2 separate regions of the Sorghum bicolor genome follow, and region 1 is linked to region 2. Evidence: chromatin contacts called from public HiCAR-type data. All regions are on one chromosome and are shown on one strand. The core of a region is the stretch at or near the end of the contact, and the rest is flanking DNA. Distances in the headings are between cores, read along the strand shown. Region 1 holds the start of LOC8066622. Region 2 holds the start of LOC110430087 (G-type lectin S-receptor-like serine/threonine-protein kinase At2g19130).

Region 1 (6,460 bases), core at 1,443-3,942, 160 kb after region 2:
AGGTCTCTACTCTAGAAAATGAGTATTTAACAGATACCTTCTCACAAGAGGAGGTGAGGGTTGCGATTTTCCAAATGGAGCATAATAAGGCACCTGGTCCAGATGGTTTCCCTCCAGAATTTTATCAGGTCTTCTGGAATTTAATCAAAGATGATCTGATGGCTCTGTTCATGGATTTCCATCAGGGAACACTTCCACTAAATCGTCTCAATTTTGGAACCATAATTCTTTTACCTAAAAAGAAGGATGCGAAAGTAATTCAACAATATAGGCCTATTTGTTTGTTGAATGTTTCTTTCAAAATCTTTACCAAAGTTGCAACCAATAGACTATCTACCATAGCACAGAAAATAATTAGACCGACTCAAACAGCTTTCCTACCAGGAAGAAATATCATGGAGGGTGCAGTTATACTTCATGAAACGATACACGAACTTCACTCCAAAAAAAAAGATGGTGTCATCTTCAAAATAGACTTTGAAAAGGCATATGACAAGGTTAAATGGAGTTTTCTACAACAAACACTAAGGATGAAAGGCTTCTCACAAAAATGGTGTGAATGGGTGGAAAGTTTCACTCAAGGGGGTAATGTCAATATTAAGGTTAATGATCAATTAGGTTCCTACTTCCAGACAAGAAAAGGCTTACGACAAGGTGATCCCATGTCCCCTATATTATTTAATATAGTGGTTGACATGTTGGCCATACTGATCACTAGAGCAAAGGAGGCGGGGCAGGTCGAAGGGGTTATTCCTAATCTAATCCATGATGGTTTGTCTATCCTTCAGTATGCGGATGACACAGTAATTTTCATGAGCCACGATGCTGAAAAAGCTGTGAATATGAAACTTTTGCTTAGCACCTTTGAACAACTATCGGGGCTTAAAATAAATTTTCATAAAAGTGAAATCTTTTGCTTTGGCAAAGCAAAAGAACATGAGATGTTTTATTCGCAAACTTTCGGATGCGTGATTGGTAATTACCCCTTTAGATACCTTGGTTTACCTATGAATACTAGGAAACTAAACAATAAAGATTGGAAAACAATTGAGGATAGGATCGAAAAGAGACTTAGTGGATGGAAAGGCAAAATGCTTTCTGTGGGGGGACGACTTGTTTTGTTAAACTCGGTGCTCTCAAGTTTACCGATGTTTATGATGTCTTTTTTTGAAATGCCGAAAGGCGTTTTAGAAAAGATAGACTACTTTAGGTCACGCTTTTATTGGCAAAGTGACCAACATAAACGGAAATATAGACTAGCCAAATGGGAAGTTTTATGTCAACCCAAAGAACAGGGGGGTTTAGGCATAAAAAACTTGGAAATACAAAACAAATGCTTGCTCAGTAAATGGCTATTTAAGTTGTTGAATGAAGAAGGTATGTGGCAGAAACTTTTAAGGAATAAATATATCAAAGATAAGACTTTAGGGAGCTGTGTTAAAAAACCAACAGACTCTCATTTTTGGAAAAGTTTAATGAATGTTAAAGACTCTTTCATGGACTTTGGCTCGTTTAAAGTGAGAGATGGGTCTCAAACTAGGTTCTGGATAGACACTTGGTTAGGAAATAAACCCCTTAAGGATAAATTTCCTGCGTTGTTTAATATAGTAAGGAGAAAACAAGATTCTGTGGCACAAGTGATTAGCTCTTCACCACTAAATATCTCTTTTCGACGAAATTTAGTGGGGGCAAACCTAACAAACTGGTACAGAATTGTTGCCTCTTTACAGAATATTAACTTACTAGAGGAAAAAGATGTCTTTGTGTGGAGCTTGAATGTATCCGGAAGCTTTACGGTCAAGTCTATGTATGCTGTGTTAATTAACAATGGGGTTAGAGTGTCACAAGACTTATGGGAAATTAAAATACCTCTGAAAATAAAAATTTTCATGTGGTATCTAAAGAAAGGTGTGATCTTAACTAAGGATAACTTAGTTAGGCGAAACTGGAATGGGGATAGAAAATGTTGCTTCTGTCACTCTCCAGAATCCATACAACATCTTTTTTTAGACTGTGTTTATTCCAAATTCTTATGGCGTGCTGTACATATACTTTTTGGAATTTCACCCCCTAGGGACATAAATGACCTTTTTATTAGGTGGTCAAAAGTAGCAACCAAAAAGTATAATATATTGTTATTAACTGCAGCATCTGCACTCTGTTGGGCAATTTGGATAACCAGGAACGAGGTGGTTTTTGACAAATGCAGGCCAAAATCTTTTTTGCAGGTTCTTTTCAGGGGAACGCATTGGCTTCGGCAATGGGCAAGATTGCAGCGGCATGATGATCTGCGGGATCAACTGATGACCGCAGGACAACACTTAGAGACATCAGCTCTGCAATTTTTTAGTTCCAATGGATGGTTATCAACGAGACATATTGGTCATGCTTAGTCTGAACCTTATTTTGTTTCGGTTACCTGTTTGGTTGGCTGTAAACCTTGCTTGCAGCATGTGAGTTTGCCTTCGGGTAAAACTTTGTAATAATTGGTCTGATTCTATCTGCGGATAGATGAAGCCGGATACGAACTATCCATTATCTAAAAACAAACGTGGCACCAGCTAACCAAGCTGAGTGTTACGTTCAGTTGGATTTCACTTTGTCGGTCCGGGATCAGATAGAACGAGAGATGAGATGGGGATACGAAGCAAGGAGACAACGTGGGAGTTAAGACCGCGAAAGCGAACCGTTCTTGTGAGAAGAGCCACAAGATGGAGGAAGACTCCGAGAGGGACCCGTGAACAACACACACCGGGCGCCAAGGGAATTTTCTCGCGTCGGACCCCATGCCAATCAATCCCTGAAAATGGCGCCCGCGAGACCTCCACTCCACACGACCATCTCTCGACCGCACGCTGAGCGCGAGATATAGGTAGCCGCCACGCGCCCATGCCCGGCGGGGTCGAGCGCCCAGCATGGACAGATGCAGAGCACCCGAGGCCAAGCCACCGGATCACGCAGATGCCGACGACTCCGATGAGCTCAGCGTCTTTGCCGCCGAGCGCTACTTCTACGGAGACGACGCGCTGCTGTGGCCGTGCGAGCGCTCCTCGTCTTCGCTGTCGTCGTCCGCGTTCCGGACGGGGACGCACGAGCACGACCGGTCCGTCCCGACGCCGACGGCCGTCACTAGCTCGTCCGAAGCAAGCTGGAACAGCCGCTCCGCTCTGCTGCCCAATGAGCCGGCCGAGAAGTTGCACGCTGTCGCTGTCGCTGTCGCCGCCGCCGCCACTCCGATCATCGAAGCGAGCCCTTCCGGGGATGAAGGTCAGCGGGGCGGACGCAGGCCCGCTTCGTCGTCTAACCTGCGGCGGTGGCTGCTCGGAGTGGCGGCGTGCGCTTGCGCCGGCGGAGATTCCGAGGAGTCAGTGGGCGCCGACGAACTGGAGACGAGCGAGCGGTTCCCGGAAACAGAGATCCCGGCGGAGGTCACCGCCGCGAGATCGAGTGTGACGCCTGCGAGTGGCAGATGCCTCCTCGAAGGCGACAAAACAACCCTTGCCGGAATGGATGGCCACCGCCGTGCCACCAACAAGGTTGAAGTATCTACGCCAATCTTGCATCACCAAGCAGTAGCCACCTCCGACTCCGACGAGCGGCGGCGGCGCATCAAATCATTGGAAATGTTCCGGCCGGTGCCGGTGGGCGACCGTGGGAGCGCGCTCGGTTCAGCGACGCAAAGCTCTGCTTTTACAATCGTCGCCGGAAACACGGCTCTGGGCGGTGATGGCGACGCGCCGCGCGCGCCCAGCGGCGGCGGAGGGACCCCTGGCGAGGACGACGCGGCTCCGAGCGAGCTTGGGTGCGCGTACCCACCTAGCGAGGCCAGCGTTGTCTGGAGCGTGGTCACCGCGGACGGCGCGGCGTCCGGCAACTTCTCCAGCGCGGCGTCGGGGTACTACTACCACTACTGCTTCAACGACGTCGACGAAGGTGCGATGCGGCGCACCGCTGCCAGGAACACTCGCAAGAGGAGAACCGGAATGCTAATGTGCATGAGCGAGAAGGCAGTCGACGCTGTTGGGCCAGCTCGGTCCGTTCACCGGCAGGAGGTCCAGCCAGCTGCCGTGCCAACGCTGGGAGCTTCTCGCGGCAGCCGGAACGGCCATGGACGTGATTCGCCGCCGGTAGTCAGGTACTCCAGTAGGTTGGATCTGGAGGCACCCGGCCGCCGGTAGAGCACTTGAGCTGTGCTCTGTGGACAGGGCTGCCTGTAAGGGCTAGATGTTTGATTTGGGCAAGTTCTTCGAGGATTGTTTCTTGTGAGAAAAAGAGAACAATCGTGTTCGACATAGTATATTATCTCTTCTTTTTATTTGTTGTTGATCAGAACTAGAATGGCAAATTCATATAGGCAAAATCTAATTGATCTTTCATTCTTGCAGAAAGTATATGTGTGAAGGAAAAACATTTGAAGTGCCGGATAATCAAGATGCTTACATTGGTTTACAAACGAACTTTACACTCCAGAACTGAACTTCCGGATGATCTTTCATTTAAATCCGAAATGTTACAACCGAATTTTCGAAAAATAGCTATCATACGAAGAAATGATAATGAATGAAAAATTGACAATAATATGTTAGGCTGATAATGTTGTTGATAAATATATTTATTTTCTATTTACTCTCTTTTTGTTGCCTTGGGATTATCATCATTGGATGAAAAAGGGATTCTGCTGACCAGAAACACCAACGCAGCACCTATCAAAGCACCTGATACATGAGCAATGTTGTTCACTTGAAACGATTGCCCTGTGATTGTTGTTGCACGTGCTGCTTCCATGACCTATCAGTTAAAGGAAGACTAATCAGATTGTAAACAAGTATTGGCACAGGAATAATAGGTTGATTATGGATGGTGGTGACACATATTTGCAAGGATGACCTAGGGTGACAGGTTACACTTTAGGGGACGTTCGGTTGGCACGGAATCAAGTGCCGAACCAATCCGGCCAGGAATGTTACTCTACGTTATACGGCCAACCATCACCAGGAAGCGTTCTGGCCGGGAATCAGCCTAAACGAACAGGCCATTCCCCTTGGTGTAGTTCAACTACTGATAGATGTGCTTGAAATCATCACTATTATCTTAGTAATTCTAGTACTTGAGTGTCATGCGGATGTGTATGTATCTTGTGCAAGGTTGTTTATTCAAAAATAATAAAGAAAGAGACACATCAGTCAACATTATATTCTTCGTAGTTTAACTAATGTTCCCTGTGGAGGTAGCATGGTGCAAATTTTCCTGGTTTTTCATATATACAGTTATCTTGAACCAGGTTTTGAAACTGTAGTAGATGACTGTTCTCGCTAGTACAGTCATTCCTATCATTCATATCCTCCATGGAATTCTTTTCATACTATCTATTCTATTAGTATTACTATCTTGCCGACAGAGTTAACATAAGCAGGGGAAGCACTGGATATGCCACCCGAAGATGTATTGCATTTTTCATGTACAATATGATGGTGAGAAAATAAAATCATCCATTTGTTACAATTCTGTAATAACATACCCATTCTTTTACTTCAAAATGATTAAGGAAAGCAACAAAACAGTGTCATGAAGGTACCTTGTCAACAACAAATTGTCCCAGGATAAGCACCTCAAGAATCTTTCTCCAATCCCATGACATCTGCCATGACAGTAGAGGCGACGTTAAAGAAACATTGACTGACTCGTTATTACGTAAAAAAATTTCAGAAGGACAAGATTGAATCAATCACCTTAACTAGAACACTAATGGTGAAAAGGCCAAAAACAGCACCAGATGCTCCAAGTGACACAGAGGATGTTGGAAGAACCAACCATGAAATCAAGTTCGCCCCAGCACCAGTCAAAATGTAAGACATCCACAGAGCAAAGTTACCCTCTTCCTCCTCAACAAGTTTTCCTGTATATTTAGATCAGCACTAGGCATCCTTTAACTGAATTATAAGTTCCAAGCAGAGCATTCATTTTTAGCAATCAACTCTCACCAAAGATATACACAAAGAATAAATTGCTTGAAAGATGATTCCTGCAGAAAATCATCGATGACTTAATGAGTAACCAACCTCACAAAAGAAGTAAATGGATGAACTTATAATATATCCATCAGTTGTACTCAACTTTATCAATTAGTAATATATCCAAGCAGCAAGAAATAAATTAAATTAATCTGGAATAGTAAGTCAAACTAACCAATTGGCATGGCAAAATGTTGATGTCACAAACTGGAACCATGTAGGGAATGCATGATACAGGTACAGTGATTTTATTTGTCGTATCTGAAATGCAAGGGAACATAAATAAACAAGTAAATATAAAGTTCAGCACAGGAAAAAATGGTATATTTGCCTATTTTCTTAACATATAAACAAGAAATTTTAAGATATCCCCTTATCAAAGGAAAGAGTGATTACATCAGTCATAATTTTATCATTGCATTGATATAACCACAGTTGGTCTAGGATCT
Region 2 (6,660 bases), core at 3,126-5,625:
TAGATTAAAGATCGCTCTGGGTGCTGCCAAGGGTTTAGCTTATCTTCATGAAGACTGTGAGTTTACATACATAATGACTATCTATATTTTATTACAATTATATCTCCTAGTAAACATTGAAATATAGAAGGACCTTACATAGTGTCTTTCTTATGAACAGGCCATCCGAAGATCATCCACCGTGACATAAAGGCATCTAACATTCTTCTTGACTTCAAATTTGAAGCTAAGGTATGGTCTGAGTTTTCCTTTCTATTCTAGACTTCTAGAGTTTACAGCTAAAATGTTTTTCTTACACAGTGCTTATTTTACATTTACCACCTTGATGAAGTTATATTACGTTAGGACATTTTGGCAGTCAACAAATTATATCTGGTTTGAATGCTGTTGTAATGTGGTTTCTGCTATCTAATCTATTTTGGTAGCCATAAAGTTTTGCTTGCTTGGAATTTGGTCACATTAGTGAAATTTGGTCTATAATCACATCTGATGAGAAATTATACAGCCTTCTTGCTTAAATGTCCAGAGCACTCTTTAATTTTTTGAACTTCATTTTAACTAACAAGCATCTCTCTACAGGTTGCTGATTTTGGACTTGCAAAGTTCACTACTGATAACAACACTCATGTTTCGACAAGAGTAATGGGCACCTTTGGGTATGTATAAATGCTACTTTGTAGTTCAAGTATGATGTTAGCTATTATAGACATGCTGCATACCTATTTGGCTGAACTTTTAAGCACATGGATGCCATTACCTAATACTGATGCAATTCAGATTAGACCAAAATATGGTTAGTTTTCTTAATGATACAATATCCTGTAAAGTTTTGTAACCTTGTCATTTGCATCATATTCTCAACTATTACTCTATTAGGAGAGTTATTCAAACATTCAACTTGCTATGCTAGTAATAATTATGGCTTGCTAATACACATCTTCCTGGCTTTAGGTATTTGGCGCCTGAGTATGCATCTTCTGGCAAGCTAACAGAAAAATCCGATGTATTTTCTTATGGAGTCATGCTTCTTGAACTTATTACTGGGCGGCGACCAGTTGATACAACCCAAACATATATGGATGACAGCTTGGTTGATTGGGTAATTATTTTGAACATCTTTTCTTGCTTTGATGTTTTCATAATGCTTCCTAACTTCTCATCTTTAGCATTGATGATTGCCAATGATTTGTCAATATGAAATTTAGGTACTACTCTATAAGCACATATGTACTTCCATTTGTATGCTCTATAATACCAATACTAATTACAAAATGTTAGTTATTTTTTTCTACTTTTTTTACTTAAGCATATTTCTGGCCACTATGTTGTATTCTTGTTAATAAATGTTATGGACTTGTAGTAAGTACTACCTTGAGAAGTATCTGTCTCTACCTGCCACGTGAATGTGCTTGACCTGGAAAGTCTTATCCTTTGTTGTTTTTCAGACTGTTGTAACCTTCCTATGAGTAACATCACTGTATCATTTGCAGGCAAGGCCATTACTGATGCGAGCACTTGAGGATGGTGAATATGATGCCTTGGTGGATCCTCGTCTGGGAAAGGACTTCAATCCTAATGAGATGGCAAGAATGATAGCCTGTGCAGCTGCATGTGTACGCCATTCTGCACGTCGTCGGCCACGTATGAGTCAGGTAATTTATAAGCAGCTTTTGCACTGTCCTAGCTAACATCCCTAAACTGCACTAGCCTCCCTTAGGTCACTATTAAGTGCTATTTTCCTGAATCTGTTGTATACGTAACATGATTTCTGTACCACAAGAAGGATTGAGCTGATGAAATGGTGGCCTCCTGACTTCTGAGTTGGAACTTTGGTCACTATAGTTTCAAAAATGCTGAAAACATGCCACATTGGGATCCATAAAACTGCATTGCACAACATGCTCACTTGGTGGATTAATAGCTTCTCACCTGATTGTTCAGGTCGTTCGGGCTTTGGAAGGTGACGTGTCTTTGGAGGATCTTAATGAAGGTGTTCGGCCTGGTCATAGCCGCTTCTTTGGGTCATACAGCAGCTCCGATTACGATTCTGGCCAGTACAACGAGGACATGAAGAAGTTCAGGAAGATGGCATTTAACAACAACTACACCAGCAGCCAATACAGCGCGCCAACCAGTGAATACGGCCAGATACCATCTGCGTCAAGCAGTGAGGGCCACCAGACGCAGGAGATGGAGTCAGGCGCAATGAAGAAAGGTGGCTACAGCGGCTACAGCTCAGGATACAGCGGAGCCTCGTGAGGGAAATTCCCTTTTCTCCTTTTGTTTTATTTTTCTTTTGATGTTTCCATTATTGCATTTGTAAAGTCTGGCCGAATTATATGACCAAAGTTGCTGACTTGCGCGTGATGTATCTAAGTTTGACCGAGTATAGTTTTATGTAGCTGCAATCGTTTATTCTTTCATGAAAATTGTTCTTGACCAATGTTTGCCTGTGCAATTCAAAGAGAGCTAATTGGATGTTGATGTACTGTCCATGTCTCGCTCAATTCATCTTTCTCGATGTGTCATGTAAAGAGCCTTGCTAGATTTCTTTCCGGCTACTTCATTCCAGTACATGTATCATGTGTGCTGTCACGGGACAATGGGTGTAAATCTGCAACGCTTTTACTGAAAGTTTCTATGATTCGCTGGAACCAGTTTTGTTTGCGTTGTTAGGCGAGTTGCCTCGCGGCGGACGGCAGACCTGTGGCGTGCTGGGTCGCGGTTCTTTGGAAGCACGGCACATGCGACAGCTCACGGGATGAGGAATGTGTGTCTCGCGTCCCTTTCCATGCTTTCGCCGGTGGCGTTCGACGCGTGACCCTGAACCAAAACCTCGGGCAAGAATGCGAGATTTCGCTTGTTGGTTGGCTAGGCTGCTGCACCTCCCGCTGCTTGACATTCTGGCTAGCATGCATCATGTCTTCTTGTCCCGGAACGATATCATTTCTGAATTCCTGTGTTTGATCGTGTGTTACTGTGTTCGTCTGTTGCTATTTCGATGGGCTGTCCATTCGGCATTCTGGCATGGCTTCAAGGGCCAAGGCTCATAATGATTGCTGTCTTTTGTCCGTTCTGATCTGGCAAATGGAACTATGGTCCGTGCGTTACCTCCCTTCGAAAACGTTATCTTGCCATCTTGGCGTCTCCAAGACTAATAAAGAATATAAAATAAGAGTAATATACTAACAATGCCTGAATTACCAAATGTCTTGCATTGTCGCAAAAAAGAAAAAAGTGATCATGTTTTGATGTTAGATCATTTTTTAGAACACTTTCATTGACGCGTTTTTTTTATTAAGGGAGACGTTGGTGAGCCATGTACGCGTAGTATAGCCCGAATTTGGTAAACAACACTGGTTATAGATTGTAGCTATTGTGGTTCGCGTGCGTTTTATTGTTTATGCATAGCTCAAAACTAATTGAACAAATAAGGATCCAAATTGAAGTTAAATTCTAATGCTAGGAGACATTAGATAAAAAATTACCAAATGGTTTATTATTCACCTAAATATTACTAGTTAGAAGCTTCTATGAGACGCGCTAGGAAAAAGATCAATTCTAAAAATTCTCATATAATAAAAAATATTTTGTTTTTATTTTGGTAGACTCTAATCATCATCATAAAATTTAGGTCAACCGACCTAGACCACCACATACAGGTTGACAATTTAGGAATAATCAACAGATTGAAGGATAGGGGGTGTTGTAAATATTTTGGTTAACAATTATTTTTTTGGAAGGGGGTTTAATTTTAGTTAAATGAGAATATATCATCGGTGGACGCACGGTGATAACACTAGCCACTATGACGGCGGCGGCACCAGCCGCTTGGTCTTGGTGGACGCATGATTCGTTTACTTGACCATGGTTGGCTTGGCTGGAGTGCTGGACCATTGTGAACGCCTTGGAAGAAGCTTTATCAACAGCCGAAGCGTCCTGAGAAAGTGCGGTGCCCTGCAATTATAAACCACTCTAGGCCTTGTTTAGTTCACCCAAAAACCAAAAACTTTTCAAGATTCTCCGTTACATCGAACTTTTAGACACATGCATAAAACATTAAATATAAATGAAAATAAAAACTAATTACACAGTTTATCTACAATTTGCAAGACGAATCTTTTAAACCTAGTTAGTCTATAATTCGAAAATATTTGTCACATACAAACGAAAGTGCTACAGTAGCCGTTTCCTAAAAATTTTTGGAACTAATCAAAGGCCCTAGAGAATGGCCATCTTTCCGCCGGAGCTCGTAGCCTGCGGCAGAAGTGGGCTTCGTCTAGCACATGGTTTTCATGGCCATACAGCCTTGCAGTATTTTATAGAGAGAGGGCACGTCGTTGTGCAGTGTACCCACACACAAGTGGGAGGCCAAGTTGCAGATCACACATTCACACATCGCACCCGTGCTTGACTCGCCGCCGTGTCTCCTCTCGCCCGTTGCTGCGTTGCAGTCCAGAAATGGAACTCTAGGCCTGCGCCGGTGCGCCCTCTCTTGAACCTCCTTCCATATATCCTCGTCTCCCTCCTCCCAACAGCAGAGCAGACGTGCATGCGTCCATCCATCGTAACTTGATCATACTTCCAATCTTGTTTCTCCATGAATCCCCTGCTGCATAAATTGCTCACCCTTCTTCTCTTGGCTTCCCTTCACACTCCACCATATTCCTCTTCCGCCGCCGCCGCCGCCGCCGCCGCCACCACCACCACCACCACCGTGACTGATACTCTAGCGGCAGGACAAGCCCTTGCCTTCGGCGACAAGCTCGTCTCGAGGAACGGCAAGTTCGCGCTGGGCTTCTTCCAGCCGACAGCCGTCATCAGTAAGTCCCGCAACATCACCTCCCCAAACTGGTACCTTGGCATATGGTTCAACAAGATCCCAGTTTTGACTACAGTTTGGGTCGCCAATAGAGACACGCCAATCACTGATCCCAAGCGCAAGCAAACACACCTCAAAATCTCAAGCGATGGCAACAACCTTGTCATTGTAACCCAGGCCAGTCCTGAAACTGAAACTTTAGTCTGGTCCACTCCTACTCCCAGTGTCAATCGGTCAGGAGCCAGCTTAAACAGTACCACTACCACTGCTGTTCTCTTGGACAGTGGGAACCTTGCGCTCCTAGAATTAGCAAGCCCATCATCATCTAATGTGACCCTGTGGCAGAGCTTCGACTACCCGACTGACATCGTGCTTCCTGGCGCCAAGTTTGGCCGGAACAAGGTCACCGGTTTCACTCGCCAGGGCATCACATGGAAGAGCCGCATTGATCCAGGTCTCGGCTCATACTCCGTCGAAATCGACGCCAGCGGTGTAGTCCTCAAGCGCCTCAATCCGTTAGTAGTGTACTGGCGTTGGTCATCCTCACCCACATCAACACTGAAGCTCATCCCCATACTCAAGTCCATACTAGAGCTGGATCCACGGACCAAAGGCTTGATTGACCCCACATATGTTGATAACAGTCAGGAGGAGTACTACATGTACACCTTACTGAATGACTCATCTTTGACATTCGTCTCGCTGGACATCTCTGGTCAGATCAAGATGAATGTTTGGTCACACGCTCAGCAGTCTTGGCAAGCCGTACATGCCCAGCCGGCTGATCCCTGCACACCGTATGCTACCTGTGGACCCTTCACCACTTGCAACGGCACTTCCCTTTCGTCTTTCTGCGACTGCATGCCAAGCTTCTCTCAGAAGTCAGCACAGGATTGGGAGCTTGATGATCGAACAGGAGGCTGCATCAGAAACACTCCGTTACATTGCAGTAGTGAGAAAAACACAACAAGTTCAACAGACATTTTCCGCCCCATTCCTCATGTTACATTGCCCTATAACTTCCAAAGCGTAGACGGTGTCAACTCTCAGAGCAATTGTGAGGAAGCTTGTCTCAGTTCCTGCTCCTGCACTGCTTATTCCTATAACAGTAGCAGATGCTCTGTATGGCATGGGGAATTGTTCAGTGTGAATCAGAATGACGGCATCGATAACAATTCTAAAGATGTTCTTTATCTTCGCCTTGCTGCTGATGATCTGCCAAGTTTGACAAGAAACAAAAGAAAACCAAGTGTCGGAGTTGTTACTGCAGCAAGCATTATTGGTACTGGTTTACTGATGCTCATGTTGCTGTTAATGATGTGGCGAAAAAAATCCAAATGGTGTGGTACACCATTGTATGACAGCCAAGGTGGTGGAGTTATAGCCTTTAGATACACTGATTTAAGCCATGCTACTAAAAATTTCTCAGAAAAGCTTGGAGCAGGTGGTTTCGGTTGCGTGTTTAAGGGAGTGCTGAGTGGCTCAACAACTATAGCAGTGAAAAGGCTTGATGGTGCCCGCCAGGGAGAGAAGCAATTCAGGGCTGAGGTGAGCTCACTTGGATTGATCCAACATATCAACCTTGTCAGATTGATTGGTTTCTGCTGCAAAGGTGATAAGAGGCTACTTGTGTATGAACACATGTCAAATGGGTCTCTTGATGCTCATCTATTTCAGAGCAATGCTGCTGGCCTTAACTGGAACAACAGGTATCAAATAGCCATAGGAGTTGCTAGAGGATTGTCCTACTTGCATCAGAGTTGCCGAGAATGCATCATACACTGTGATATTAAGCCAGAAAATATACTGCTCGATGCGTCATTTGTTCCTAAAATCGC

Evidence for each region. HiCAR-type assays count read pairs that join an accessible place to other places.
Region 1: a contact with region 2 is called in a HiCAR-type map of leaf, with 8 times the contacts expected there. The contact joins the promoter of LOC8066622 here to the promoter of LOC110430087 in region 2. A contact is called at or near these places in 1 of 4 Hi-C or Micro-C datasets (leaf mesophyll) and 1 of 1 datasets of contacts at active chromatin or transcription factors (leaf).

Annotation. Positions count from the first base shown.
Region 1 is chr9:12,207,769-12,214,228 of Sorghum_bicolor_NCBIv3, forward strand. LOC8066622 reads left to right here and starts at 2,693. Exons shown (of 2, transcript XR_002447499.1): 1 at 2,693-4,294; 2 at 4,386-4,525. LOC8055767 (rhomboid-like protein 11, chloroplastic) reads right to left here. Exons shown (of 7, transcript XM_002440769.2): 3 at 6,187-6,272; 4 at 5,982-6,022; 5 at 5,730-5,896; 6 at 5,576-5,638; 7 at 4,394-4,788. The coding sequence ends at 4,624.
Region 2 is chr9:12,044,753-12,051,412 of Sorghum_bicolor_NCBIv3, forward strand. It overlaps LOC110430087 (G-type lectin S-receptor-like serine/threonine-protein kinase At2g19130), which reads left to right and starts at 4,376. Exons shown (of 1, transcript XM_021447036.1): 1 at 4,376-6,660. The coding sequence starts at 4,601. LOC8066619 (proline-rich receptor-like protein kinase PERK1) reads left to right here. Exons shown (of 8, transcript XM_021447893.1): 3 at 1-56; 4 at 161-231; 5 at 580-656; 6 at 952-1,099; 7 at 1,491-1,652; 8 at 1,942-2,488. The coding sequence ends at 2,259.